Regions from separate parts of the Mus musculus genome. Here region 2 is linked to region 1. The links are chromatin contacts, called in public HiChIP or PLAC-seq maps. All regions are on one chromosome and are shown on one strand. Each heading gives the region's core, a stretch centred on a gene start, on an enhancer-like site or on the middle of the called end of the contact. The rest is flanking DNA. Distances are from core to core; before and after follow the strand shown. Region 1 overlaps Agpat4 (1-acylglycerol-3-phosphate O-acyltransferase 4 (lysophosphatidic acid acyltransferase, delta)). Region 2 overlaps Airn (antisense Igf2r RNA).

What was found. HiChIP or PLAC-seq counts read pairs in DNA pulled down with a chosen protein or histone mark.
Region 2: an HNF4G HiChIP or PLAC-seq map of pancreatic cancer cells shows a contact between it and region 1. The contact joins two enhancer-like sites.

The regions. Positions count from the first base shown.
Region 1 is chr17:12,202,732-12,209,069 of GRCm38.p6, forward strand. All of the region lies in intron 3 of Agpat4 (1-acylglycerol-3-phosphate O-acyltransferase 4 (lysophosphatidic acid acyltransferase, delta)), which reads left to right. Among named protein-coding and RNA genes, the nearest start is that of Gm46605, 59 kb to the right of the region's middle. RefSeq lists an enhancer at 1,220-3,016. Within about 2 kb of position 3,065, at least 151 of the 459 cell types and tissues checked have an H3K27ac peak or open chromatin away from gene starts, as enhancers often do. A contact at or near this core is called in pancreatic cancer cells, where this site is marked.
Region 2 is chr17:12,789,371-12,795,377 of GRCm38.p6, forward strand. All of the region lies in intron 1 of Airn (antisense Igf2r RNA), which reads left to right. Among named protein-coding and RNA genes, the nearest start is that of Igf2r, 23 kb to the left of the region's middle. RefSeq lists an enhancer at 347-3,700. Within about 2 kb of position 3,326, at least 161 of the 459 cell types and tissues checked have an H3K27ac peak or open chromatin away from gene starts, as enhancers often do. A contact at or near this core is called in pancreatic cancer cells, where this site is marked.

The DNA of each region.
Region 1 (6,338 bases), core at 1,815-4,314:
CCAAGGACTTCAGATCTACATGGTGACTCACTAAATGAATATTAGAGTCAGAGAGTTTTCATTTTTATTACCTTTAAACTTGAACAACCTAGGTTGGATGTAATGGGTGGGGGCTGGAGCTTGGAGTTGGGGAGACTCCACCAAGAGGTTCAGCAAGCAGGCCTCAGACTTTAACCCAGGGCAGTGTCACACCATGAAGTGTGTGTGTGTGTGTGTGTCTGTTCTAGTGTCCCCAAAGGAACTGAGGGGAGAGAAGGTGAATCACTTGCCCATTTTCTCCCAAATGCCAGAGAAGCAGCCAGCGCCATTGCTGCATGGACTTCATGGCTTTGGGAGAAGTGGAGGAGGGAGAGCAGGAGAGGAGGGAGAGCAGGAGAGGAGGGAGAGGAGAGGAGGAGGGAGAGGTGGGGAGGAGGGAGAGGAAGAGGAGCAGGAGGAGGAGCAAGAGGAGGAGGAGGAGGAGGAGGAGCAAGGCTGAACTATCACTGCTGGATAGGGGCAGAAGTCAAAGGCCATGCATGAGGGCTCTTAGACACAGGCTGATTTTTTTCCTACTGGGGCCAACTGTGACCTAGGGATGGCTAGGGAGTGTGTCACCATGGGGCACAGTGGACCAAAATCTTCAGGTCCTACTTGCTTGTCTTTTTGCCTCAGTGAAGCATGAGCGTGCCAGGGTCAAATTTCGGAGTTTCTGGCCAGTGCCAGGCCTAGCGCTCCATCAGTGATGTGCCACCCTGCGGCTGCTGTCAGCACTCCTCTGCCACCCAGGCTGCGGCCATGCAGGCTAACTCTGAGGCTAGCTGGGAGATTCTGCCTCAGATCCTTAATGGAGCCATGTGTCTTCGTCATCTCTAGCAGCATGTGGTCTCCAAAGTGAGCAGGATAAAGCACAGGCACACAGACTAGTGACTCTCTCATGGTTGGGGAGGCGGGCTCCAATTAGCTGGAGTTCTAGCACAGCGCTCCAGGTCTGTGGTCACGTGACTGTCAGAGGGATCGGCTCCTGAAACGTTGGCTTGGCGCTTCTGGCTGTCCTCCAAGCTTAGTGACAGGCCTACTGTCTATGCCTCAATCCCGGACACACAGGCCTGCTGGAGGCTTTCCCCCGAACACAGAAGCCCCTTCTCCCAGGATGTATGCAATGCCGAAGAGTGGGAGCGAGCACCCCAAGCAGAAGTCACAGCCCTGTGTAACGGAAACTTCTCTCTCAGATTCCATTTGCTGAGAGGTGAACTCGGAGCACAGCCCACACCCAGGGTTACTTCTAGGTCATGGGACCATCTTAGGGGCCACCCACCATACCATGGCGTTTTGTTTGAGACCTTCTCTTCTTCCTCTTGGTAAATATCCTATCCCTTAGGTGATGCAAGGAAGCATGGCCAGGAGAACAGGTTAGAATTTGTTGCATTTCTCTGTGCAAAGAACAGGCCAAGCAAAGAATTGTTGCTAATTTTCAAGTCTTAAAAGTTTCGTTTTCAGATGATATTTTGCTCATGTTTTTTTCTCTCTCTCCCAACCCCTCCCCCACCTTTCTACCTGCTCAACTTTATGTTTCTCCCTCCCTCCCTCCCTCTCTTTCTCTCTCAAAAATAAAAAAAAAAAAATTGAAACAAATGATTATTATCCTGGGGTGTGAGGTTGGCGTGTTCTTTGATGGTGGCCTTAGTCATGGAGCATCTGCCCTTAACTTCCCAGCTCTCAGGGCGCTGAGACTGAGACCAGCCACCAGCTAGTGGGGAGGGGCCTGATGAGCTCTTCTAGGCTGGGGAAGTGAGCCTACTGAAGGCAGATTAGAGTATATGTAAAGGCAGGGTTGTTGGATAAGTTCACTGTTCCCAAGGAACTAGGCCATGGAAGTCACCACGGGAAAGGGAGACAGAGGGGAGGGGGAAGAGGGGGAAAAAAAAGCACCTTTACACAGAGAGGGAGAGAAGGAAGAAAGGCAAGAGACCAGAAAGTCTGCAGTGTACAGGGCAGAGCCTCGGAGGAGAAGCCCAGCCCCTGGGCTGGAAACTTCAGGATGGCGAGCAGTATGGTACGCAAGGGAGGGGACTGAGGGATGCTGGGAGAACTTTGCCACCAGGTCTGCTAACTATGCACCTCACTGTTTGTCTGGGGTCTGAATCACAATCAGGCCTAACACCTCCTGCTTATTTCTGACCCCCAAGAGCTCTGAGCACACACCTCCTATTGAAACTGGGGCCTAATTCATTTCTTACAACATCTTAGCCAAGATTAATTGGCACCCTCTCTGCAGACTTAGGCAGGCCCTGTTGTGACAGCTAGAGTAGACAGATGTGTTACTTTAAGCCCTGATGGCTTATTTACTGACCCAGGCAGGGTGGGGCGTGGTGCCCGGGATGGACCTGGTGTTACACAGATAAGGAACCTAAAGGTGACCAAGAGAATTCTGAGTAGAAAAAAGTCCCAGGCAGCTCACACACAGGAGGAGCCAGCCCTAAACTGCAGTCCTAAGCCAGACACGTCAGGGCCTCTTTTATGGTACCAACTCCCCTGGCACGTCAGTTAAGTTAGCCTGTACTGGCCAGGAGTGAGTCAGGCAGAGACAAGGCTGCCTGACAGCAGAACTGACCCCTCTCCCTTCTGCAAACCATCCTAGCCAATGACATATGTTCCACACTAGCTACCCTCACAGACACCCATCTGTTCCTCCCCCGGGCCCTGCACACCTGCTCCAGAATCGTTCAGTTGGCCTTATCACGGACACCTGTCAGAGCAAGGTGTCCCGTTATCTCCTGCCTGTAAGGTGTCCTGTGTGTGTCTGCTCTTGCTTACCCCTTACCCCCCCTCCCCCCAATACTTTCTGCTTATCTTCCTAGATACTCTGGCCTTAGGCGGTTCTAGAAGTATCTGGGCCAGCCTTTCAGAATAGTAAGGGTGGGGTGGGGTGGGGCGAGGGCCATGGGGGTGGTAAGGGCAGGAACTCTTTTTATCTGTTTTGTTCTGGCTGCATCACAGGACCTCAGAGAAAAGTCAGTGCAAATACCCTTGCTGCTCTCAGCATACTTCTTGGCCAGGAAACACCCCTCCTCTCCCCCACTGCACCCTGCACACCTGTCAAATCTAGAAACGTCTGGGGCTCGCCCCAGGGAGGAAGAGGCTGAGTGGGAGGAAACTTTATTCAGTGAGGAAGGACCTTGTGTACTGGGCTGGCTTCTGATAAATGATGTGTGGTTATTTCCAGCCTGAGAGAGAGAAATTCTTAGAGAGCGCTTTTGTTTAGAAGGTTTGGTCTGTGCATTCCCCCACCCCCACCCCATCCTGAGGGCTGTGACTAATCGTGAACAGGCTTCATTTTGTTTAGAGAGACTCTCAGGACTTCCTGGTAGGAGGCTCCATAGCATTTTCCTGCATGTGAGGCCCTGGAAAGCCAGAACTGGGCCAGCACCACAAGAGAGATGTACCACATCATAGAGTGTCTCAGCCCTTTGGTGCCCACTGACGTGCCCTGGTGCCCACTGACATGCCCGCTTCATCATTTTGAGCTCTGCTCTCATCTCCATCATCCCAGAGCTCCCTGTCCCAGGAGGGCAGCTGTGTAGTCTGTGCTGGGGGAAGGGGCTAATCAAACCTCCAGTGTGCTACCCACCATTTGCCTCTAGACTCTTGTCACAGACAGTCCCACACACCTATGTGTCCCCAGCATTGAAACCCTGCCGGGCCTAAAGGGAGTCTTTGCATGGACTGGACAGTTTGAGCTTCATGTTTCCAGGAGATAAGCTCTCATGTCATGGGTGGGAACCGAGGCTGAGCTGGCAGTTGCTTTGCTTGTCCTCTGGTGTGACCAGGCTAGCCTGACCCCAGGGTAGGCAGGCCCCTGTCAGACTTCGGTCTTGGCTACTTGTCTCTATCTAGTTTGCATGCAAGGAACAAGCTAGAATGCTGAAGAGTAGCTCTTTGACCTGCTTACTTTTGACAAACTTCTCACCCTTCAAAGTTTCACTGAAATGACCTTATTTATTTATTTATTTATTTTTAAGTGAAAAGTTTTAATTTGAAACTTTAAGAACAAAATGAAGAAAAGCTCCTGATCACTAAACTTCATTAATTAAAATTTGTTAATTGTATTTATTGTGCATATGTGCGCACACACGAACACATATGACTTGGTACATGTGTGTGTGTGTGTGTGTGTGCACACGCGCGTGTGTACGTGGAGGTCAGAGGGTAATGCATACGATTCTTCATAGGATTCTTTTCTCCCCTTTGCCTGTGTGGGTCTGGGGAGTTCTGTCTCAGGCCACCAAGCATCTTTCCCCATTGAGCCAGGCATCTTGCCAGCTTTAATTTTTATATATTTAGTGGCAATAACCACCATGGCTAGACCCTAAGGGACCCACTGATAAGCCTTCAGGAGTGGTTTTATGTTTGAACCTAGTAAAGTATTAATACAAATGCAGCCTTAAGCAGGGGCCACCTGCTGAGTGTCCTCAGCCCTGGGCTGGTTTCTGCCAGACCCTGGGGGTTTGGGTTTAGAGGACAGAAAGCCCTGGCTCCTAACCTGCAAACCTGACACTGGTTTGCATTTTTCACTTGGCAGGCTGCTGTCCTGGACCCAGAAGGGGTCTCATTTGCAGTCTGGTAGTGAGATGAGTTAAAAGCCACCAAATTTGAGGGTTAAGATGCCTGGAGCCCCATGCTATTTAAAGCAGTTTTTTGTTTTGCCATCTGGTCATACAATGCACTGTTTAGTTGAAGATGCTAAATTCTGGCTCAGAGAATGGCTGTGTTCCCCGAGAGATGGCCTCCCTAGCTGGGTGGGGCACCCATGGTAATGAACTTCTTAACCCTCATGCCCCCATATACCCTTAGCTTTCACCCCCTTTTCTCACCTCCAAAAAAAATCTCCAGAACTTTTTGATCTAAAAACTGGCCACGGTAGACACTTAATTCAGCACATGGTGGATATGGGTTACCCTATATTAATTTTAGGTTTTCCTAGATATATTTACATCTTACTGCCTTATTAATTTCCAGGATGTCAGTCAAGAATGAGTTAAACTTGTAAAGCCTCTTAGCATAGCCCCTCCCTCTCTCCCTCCATCCATTTCCTGTTTATGTAAGGTGAGAATTTTATATGGAGTGAATTTTATATTAATGGCTGTAAATTAAGGCTTGACTAATCCGATTTGTAGTTGGCCAGCCAACTGCATGCTCCCAGAGAGTGAACATTTTCAGCTCTATGGATCACATTGTCTGTATGACTACCATTCACCCATGATAGCAGCTGAATTGCTCCTGCATTCAGGTGAATGCTTACCCTGTACCAATAAAACTGCACTGAAACCCGTGGGCATCAGAGTGGCCCTTGCGCTCTGGTTTGCAGCTGTAGCTGTACTATTACATATTGTCAGATGTGTAGTATACCCTGTAGCCAATGAATGCTTTTACTGTGGGACCTTGAAGTGACTCTTGGTGACGTATGACAGTGATGGGAATAGACTCTTTTTTTTCCCTAGAGCTGAGGACCGCAAACCCAGGGCCTTGCGCTTGCACTGAGCTAAATCCCCAACCCCCGGGAATACAGACTCTTGAGTCACCTCTAGTTGAAGCCCTAGATTCTCACAACCCACTAGGGCAGCCTTCTCCACCAGCTACCAAAGGCCAAGTGCTAACACTCACTTGTGTCTCACAGGAGAACCACAAACAGGAAGTGCACCCAAGAATGCAGCTATGATTGATTGGCTGGGTGAGACTGACCACCCACCCAGCCCAGTAGCTGCCCTGGTAGACCCAACAGCACCTCTGTGGGTGGTAGTGTGGGTCATTCTGTAATTCCTGAGCACTCCATATGTAATTTTTGCAAGATCCAGTATAGAATCTTAAAAATAAGTTTTAACTTCCAGAAAGAAGAGCTTAATTTGCCCGTGGAAGTTTTGTGTTTGGATCCATTTGCTCTCATCAGAGATTAAAGTGAGGTCAGGCAGGAATGTCCCTTCCTGTTCCCTGGAGTCTGACGTCTAGTGTGGACACAGGGCAGTGAGCTACTAGGGTGGACTATGACCCCAAAGATGGTTTGGTTATCAGGGTGACAGGCACAAGAGTAAGATCATCTCTAATCAGGCAGTTTACTCCCTCATCTGAGACTTTAAAGTTACTCCATGCTGAGAAGAAAAAGCTGGGTGTAGATGTAGGTGAGGCCTCCTCAGAAGTTTACCTCAGGGCCCCAAGCATGATAGAAATGCTACGAGTCTTAGCCATGAAGACACTGAGTGGAAGATAGGAAAAGGGGAGAGAAGGGAGTGGGTGATGTGAAATGCCTGCTCTTCCCTTCAGGCAGCGAAGGCTTAGGACCTTAATAGACAGCTGTCAAAAAA
Region 2 (6,007 bases), core at 2,076-4,575, 590 kb after region 1:
AAGCAGGTGGGATTCAGTGAGTTCAAACCCAGCCTGCGCTGCTGAGAGCTCATCTTAAAAGAATTATTTTAAAATGTGGTCAATACCAAATATATATTGTTTTAATATCATCAAATTAAATATGAATCGACATTTTGTCTGCATGAACATTTTATATATGCGAGTCAGAATCTTACTATGTAGTAGCCATAAAATGGTCTAGAACTCTCTGTAGACCAGGCTGGCCTCAAACTTGGAGTTGCCCTCCTACTTGTGTCTCCCAAGGACTAGGATACAGGCATGTGCCACCATACCAAGGTAAAGTTATTTGTTACGACTTTTATTTTATCCCACTGGTTATTGAAATATTCTAATATGCCCGTTGGTCCTGGTGTCTTTCAGAAATTGGGTATCTGAATCTACCATGCCCCAAACAATTATTCTGAGCAGTGATGGACTTCCTCTAGCCATACTCTTTAGAACCAGGCTCATGTAAGCCTGTGTGTAAAATGAGATAGAACGTTACTAGAGGCTTCTGGGTCATCATAGACATGGTTTTCATTTTCTCCAGCCCTGCTTTCAGCCTCCCCCTTTTCCAGACTTATTTACTTTATGGGTTTGCATGCTTTACCCACGTAGCATGCACATGCCTGGTGTCAGAGAAACTCAGGCGAAGGCATCAGATGCCCTGAAACTGGATGTTGTGAACCACCTTGTGAGCAACAGCTACTCGCAGGCAGTCACTGAGCCCCTTTTCATATTCACATGATTTTTTTTTTCCTTTGGGTGGTATGGATGTTTTGCCTGCATGTAAGTGTGCCTGGGACTGGAAGAGGCCAGAAGATGCCCCCGGAATTGGAGCTACAAACAGTTGTGAGCTGCCATGTGGGTACTGGGAATCAAACCCAGGCCCTCCCAAGGAGCCCCCAAGCACTCTTGACCACTGAACAATCTCTAGCCCCTGAAACACTTGTTTCTAAGAATGGATCAGTTGTCACAGAGGTTGACTCATGCAAGCTTAGGTCAGCCTCATTCTATTTTGGCATGGCAGAAATGCCAGCTCAGGCACAGAAACTCCCCTGGCAGATCTGGGGACAGTGGGTTTATGGGCTCCCATCCCTGCTTCCTGTCCACCCTTTGACTTTGGACTGGTTGTTTAATCTCCGTTCCGCTTTCTTCATCCAGAGCAGAGGTCAGCAAACTCATCAAAGGGTCAGGCCGTAAACTGTTTAAGCTGTATGGATCCTATGGCTTTCCGGCACAGCTACTCAGCTCTGCCCCTGTGGCATGAGAACGGCCTCAGGCAACGTGTGAGCCTATGTACGTGGCAGTGAGCCAAGAAAGCTTCACTTTTGAAAATAGCCAGATATGGTTCCATGTCTATAGCTTGCCAGCCCCTGATCAGATGACGCCCCCCTCCCCAGCCCCCTGCAAATGGAAGAATGTGGAAGACTTTACGGTTGACTGTTCAGTGTCTGTCACACTCCAGCTGATAGTGTAAGCCAAACAAACATGTCCATCCCCCGGGTACACTTAAGCCTGTGTGTGAAAGATGTAAGGAGATGATTACCAGAGCTCCTGGGAAGATAGCATTCATGCTGCCATGGGAAGTTGACCTCTCTCTAACAACAGGCATGGGCAGGAAGCTGACAGGATTAGTAGGGGCTGACACTGCTATCAGCCTTGGGGCACTTTGATCACAAGGCTGGGAGAGAGGAATCTCACTGGACTTTTTTTTTTTTTTTAACCTGAGCTAGGAAATCTTCCATCTCCTCTTTATTAACTTGGAATTGGGTCATCTGTTACTTCAGCTAACGGGATCCCTGGTGGAAACCTCGTTGGAAGAGCTGTTATGAGACCCACTAGGAAAGCATGTGACCGTCGCCTGCTAATTAAAAGGCTTGCCACTGAAATAATCAGCAGGCACATGCCCCTGGCACACGGATTCCAGGGAAATGCAAGCCTTTCATCTCTCTTCCATAGTATCTTTTTTCAGTTGTAAATTCTTGGTTCAGTTTGCTTGAAATTCCCAAGCTACATAAGAAATAACTTAGTAGAAAGAAAAGGAAGAAAACTGTGAGAAAACTACAAGTCTCTCTCTCTGGGCCTCTTCTTTTCTTTTTCCCCTCCCTCTTTCATTTCCTCTCACACACACTGGCCTCTAGCTCACTGGTCTCTTACCTCAGCCTCCTGGGTGCTGGGATTACAGGCCCAAGCCACTACGTCCAAGTTTGACTATCAAATTTCTTCCAGCATAATGTTGGCTCTTTCAAAGATTCTTTTCCCTCTCTCCCATTGTGGATGACATCATGGAAAGAGTGTGTCGGAGCTAGCCAGACAGGAAGCCTGAGAGACAGGCCCAGGCATGTACCTTTATAAAAACACTCTCTCAAGAGCCCAACCAGGGTATCACGGGCCCCACATCCATTCCTTCCTTCCTGAGCGCTACATCCCCCAACCCCTGAGGCCAGGTTCTACCTCCTGTAGATACCATCACATCTTAAAGTCACCATGCTAAGGACTAAACCCCCGACATGTGAATGCTTAAGGAACAAATGGAATCCAAACTCCAAGAGACTGAGGTGGTTTATTAAGCTAAAACAGTTAGACAGGCCAGTATGCCAGATCACTATAACCAGAAAAGTTAGATAGGCCAGTATGCCAGATCACTATAACCAAAAAAGTTAGATAGGCCAGTATGCCAGGTCACTATAACCAGAGCCCTCGCAAGGCTGAGACAGGAGAATGGCTACAAGTCTAAATCCAGCCTGGTCTATATAGCAAGAACCAGGCTAGCTGGAGCTATAACTCATAATAATAATAATAATACATGCTAAGTATAAAGTCAAAATACATAGCCCCACCAAAGAGGTTTAGCAGGAAAAAAAAGCAGTATTTTTTTCTATTTCTTTTCTTTTTTTGTTTTACTCTTTCCATGATGACCTAGATACACAGTGATGGGAATTTTGAAAAGGAAGTAAATCAGTATAATATTTCATAACTTGTATTGCTTGCAACCATCCTATAACCAGGGATGAATTACAAATCACAACTCCAATTCAGTTTGTCCAAATCTACATGGTATCAGCAATCTGTAGCCTGGGGGTTGACAGTCGATGAAACCTTTCAGGGACCAACAATTAGCACCGACAATGCCAAGAAGTTTGAGCCGCTTGCCTAAAACGTAGAATAAGGAAGCGGAGGAGTCTGGAGTCACATCCAGGACTATTGGACTCCAGAGGCGTTTTAGAAAACTCATCTCAGAGCAGAAACCATGAGAAGCAGGAGCCTGCCAGCTGCTCTTGTTTACACAGTTCTGTTGGCTCTGGAACACAGTTCAAGGGTTGGGCAGGGTGTGGCCATCTGGAGAGGCACGTGCTGAACCTTGAACAGGCAAAGTGACAAGGCATCCAGCCTGTGAGACTGCAGGATGAGAGCCAGGATCAGGGCACAGGACCTGTGTCACTAGCCTTGGTCCCCCACAGAGGGGGCCATGCTAGCCTAGGTTCACCCATGTCAGATTAACAACAGAATGGGGGAGGGGGTGGCTCAAGGGAATCCTCTTTCTGATCCACTTTTCTTCCGTCCCACCAGCTCACTCATCCCTTCCTCCATTTTGACACGTTTACAGTTCTTATCTCCATCAGCTGTGTCTCAGGCTTGCCACACAACAGTGTAGACGCTCAGATAAGTCATCCTGGTACCCAGCAAGACCTTGGAAGAACAGTCCTAAGCAGGATGCAAAAGTAAACTTTTCCCCCGTTGGATTGATTCAATCCTGGTATTTTTCTGAAGTAAAAATAAAAACAAAAACAAAACAACAACAACAAAAAAAAAACCAAACCAAAACAAAACAAAAAAAACCTAAACCCTGAATGGCATACCTTGCTATTGTGAGAGTCCGTGGACTTTGTTCATCGCTTCAGGCAGAAAATTCTCTTTTTTTCCATATTGTTCACCATCTTGCCTTTGGGATTTTTTTTTTTTTTTTTTGATAGAGTCTCAAGTAACCTGAACTGGCCTCAAACTTGCTATGTAGTAAGAGGTACCTCGAACCTCTAACCTCCTGTCTCCACTTCCCAAGTGCTGACATTATAGGCATGTACCACCATTCCTGGTTTATGTGGTACATGCAAGCCTGGTCAGCACTCTTCCAATTAAACTTTACCCATAATCCTTATAATACATTCTTCTGGTTGGGTCTACATGAGTTCGGCCTGTCTTCATTCCTCTTAAAAATGATTTCCTCAACAAGCAAGGGTGGAATAGTTCCACCACAACAGACCTATAGACAGTTTCATGGGGGGAAAAGAAAGACAATGTTCTATTGTTTTTTTTTTTTAAAATAACTATTCATTGACTATGTGTGTGAGCCTCTGGGGGGTTATGAGCACCAACCACCTTTGCACAGTGACCATAGAAGCCAGAAGGGGGCTTCAGAGCTCCTGGAAATGGAGTTGCAAGCCACTGAGAGGCACTGCATAGGTCCTGGGAAGCTAATGTGCACACCCTCTACAAAGGCAGCAAGTGTTCGCAGCTGCTGAGCCATCTCTCCATCCCCAAGATTTTTTTTTTTTTTTTTTTTTTGAAATCGCTATGTACTAAATGGTTCCTGCAAGCAGCTATTGCCGATTGCCACTTTGCTCTGCACCTGGGAGCTGCATTTGACTGTTTAAGTGGTTCTGTCCCGGAGCTGCTGAAATGCCCAGTGGAACCACAAGCACTCCTTCAGACTTCCTGTTTCCCAAGAGCAGGCAACAGGGGTGTCGATTACAGCTCGTGCAGGCCTGGGGCAGGGAGGCCCACATGTCCTGTGTGTTTTCTATCTGCAGGCTCCGTACAGATGGTGAGGTTGTTCCCACAGCAAATCTGCCACCAAAGGGGATAGGAAATCTTGGCAGGAAGCTCTCTCAAGCACCAGGGGAGAGTCTCCCAGTGACCTTGGCCTCCACCCAACCCTTTCTCACTACTAAATGAGGAAAGCATCTTGAACAGATTCTGCCAAGACTGATGGGACTTGGGCCTTTCTCAGCGCTGGAATGTTAGGTGAAAGCAAGCAGACACATGTTAACAACTAGACACAAAACAGCTTCGATACTATTCAATCACAACAAGGGAGCCCTCTTCCTGGAGGCTCCTAGCCACGTAGGAGAGAGACCAGCTTTCCTGGGTGTGTTCGCCCGAAGGCATTCGCTTTCTCTGGCAAGATCTTACGGTTAACCAAGATTTCCATGGAGTGAGCAGTCCTTGGCAGAAGAAAAACAGAAGCAAGACCACAAAATATTGAAAAGACTCCTGAGGCTGGCGTGGAGTTAATAATCACTTGTACAAACGGGCGGAACTGGTCTCAATGGGGCCCAGAAGCAATGGATGTAGGGGTATATGATGTGGCATCGCGGGGTTCGCACAGGCAAGGAAAAATATCAGCGGTCTATTCTTTTCCATCTCCGAGGCCACCCTCAGGATAGCTGCTTGATGGTCTTTGCCTCCAGACCAGGCCTCCCCCAGCCACTGGAGATGCCTCAGGAGGTCTGACCCACTTAGAGCTGGAGGTGTAGGGCTGGAGAGATAGCTCAGAAGTTAAGAGCACTGACTGTTCTTCATAAGGTCCTGAGTTCAAATCCCAGCAACCACATGGTGGCTCACAACCATCCATAACGAGATCTGACACTCTCTTCTGGTGTGTCTGAAAACAGCTACAGTGTACTTACATATAATAAATAAATAAGTCTTTTAAAAAAATAAGGAAAAAAAAAGGTAGGTGGTAGACTTCCTAGTGCTCAAAGAGACCAGGGTTTGAGTCTCAGCCCTGGACTTGAGATACATAGACTGCCTGGGAACTCCCTATGGAGCTGGGAACAGTGTTGAAATCCTGATCTCCCTTCCTCTATCTCCTGAGATCCTGTGTGTGTGCCACCATAACTGGGCAAAACTGCTAAGGTGTCCTCAAACAGTCTGTCCCTGTCAGGACACTTCCAGATGAAAAACCTCATCTCAGGTTCACCTCAAGCTACAGGGTTCCAGAGGC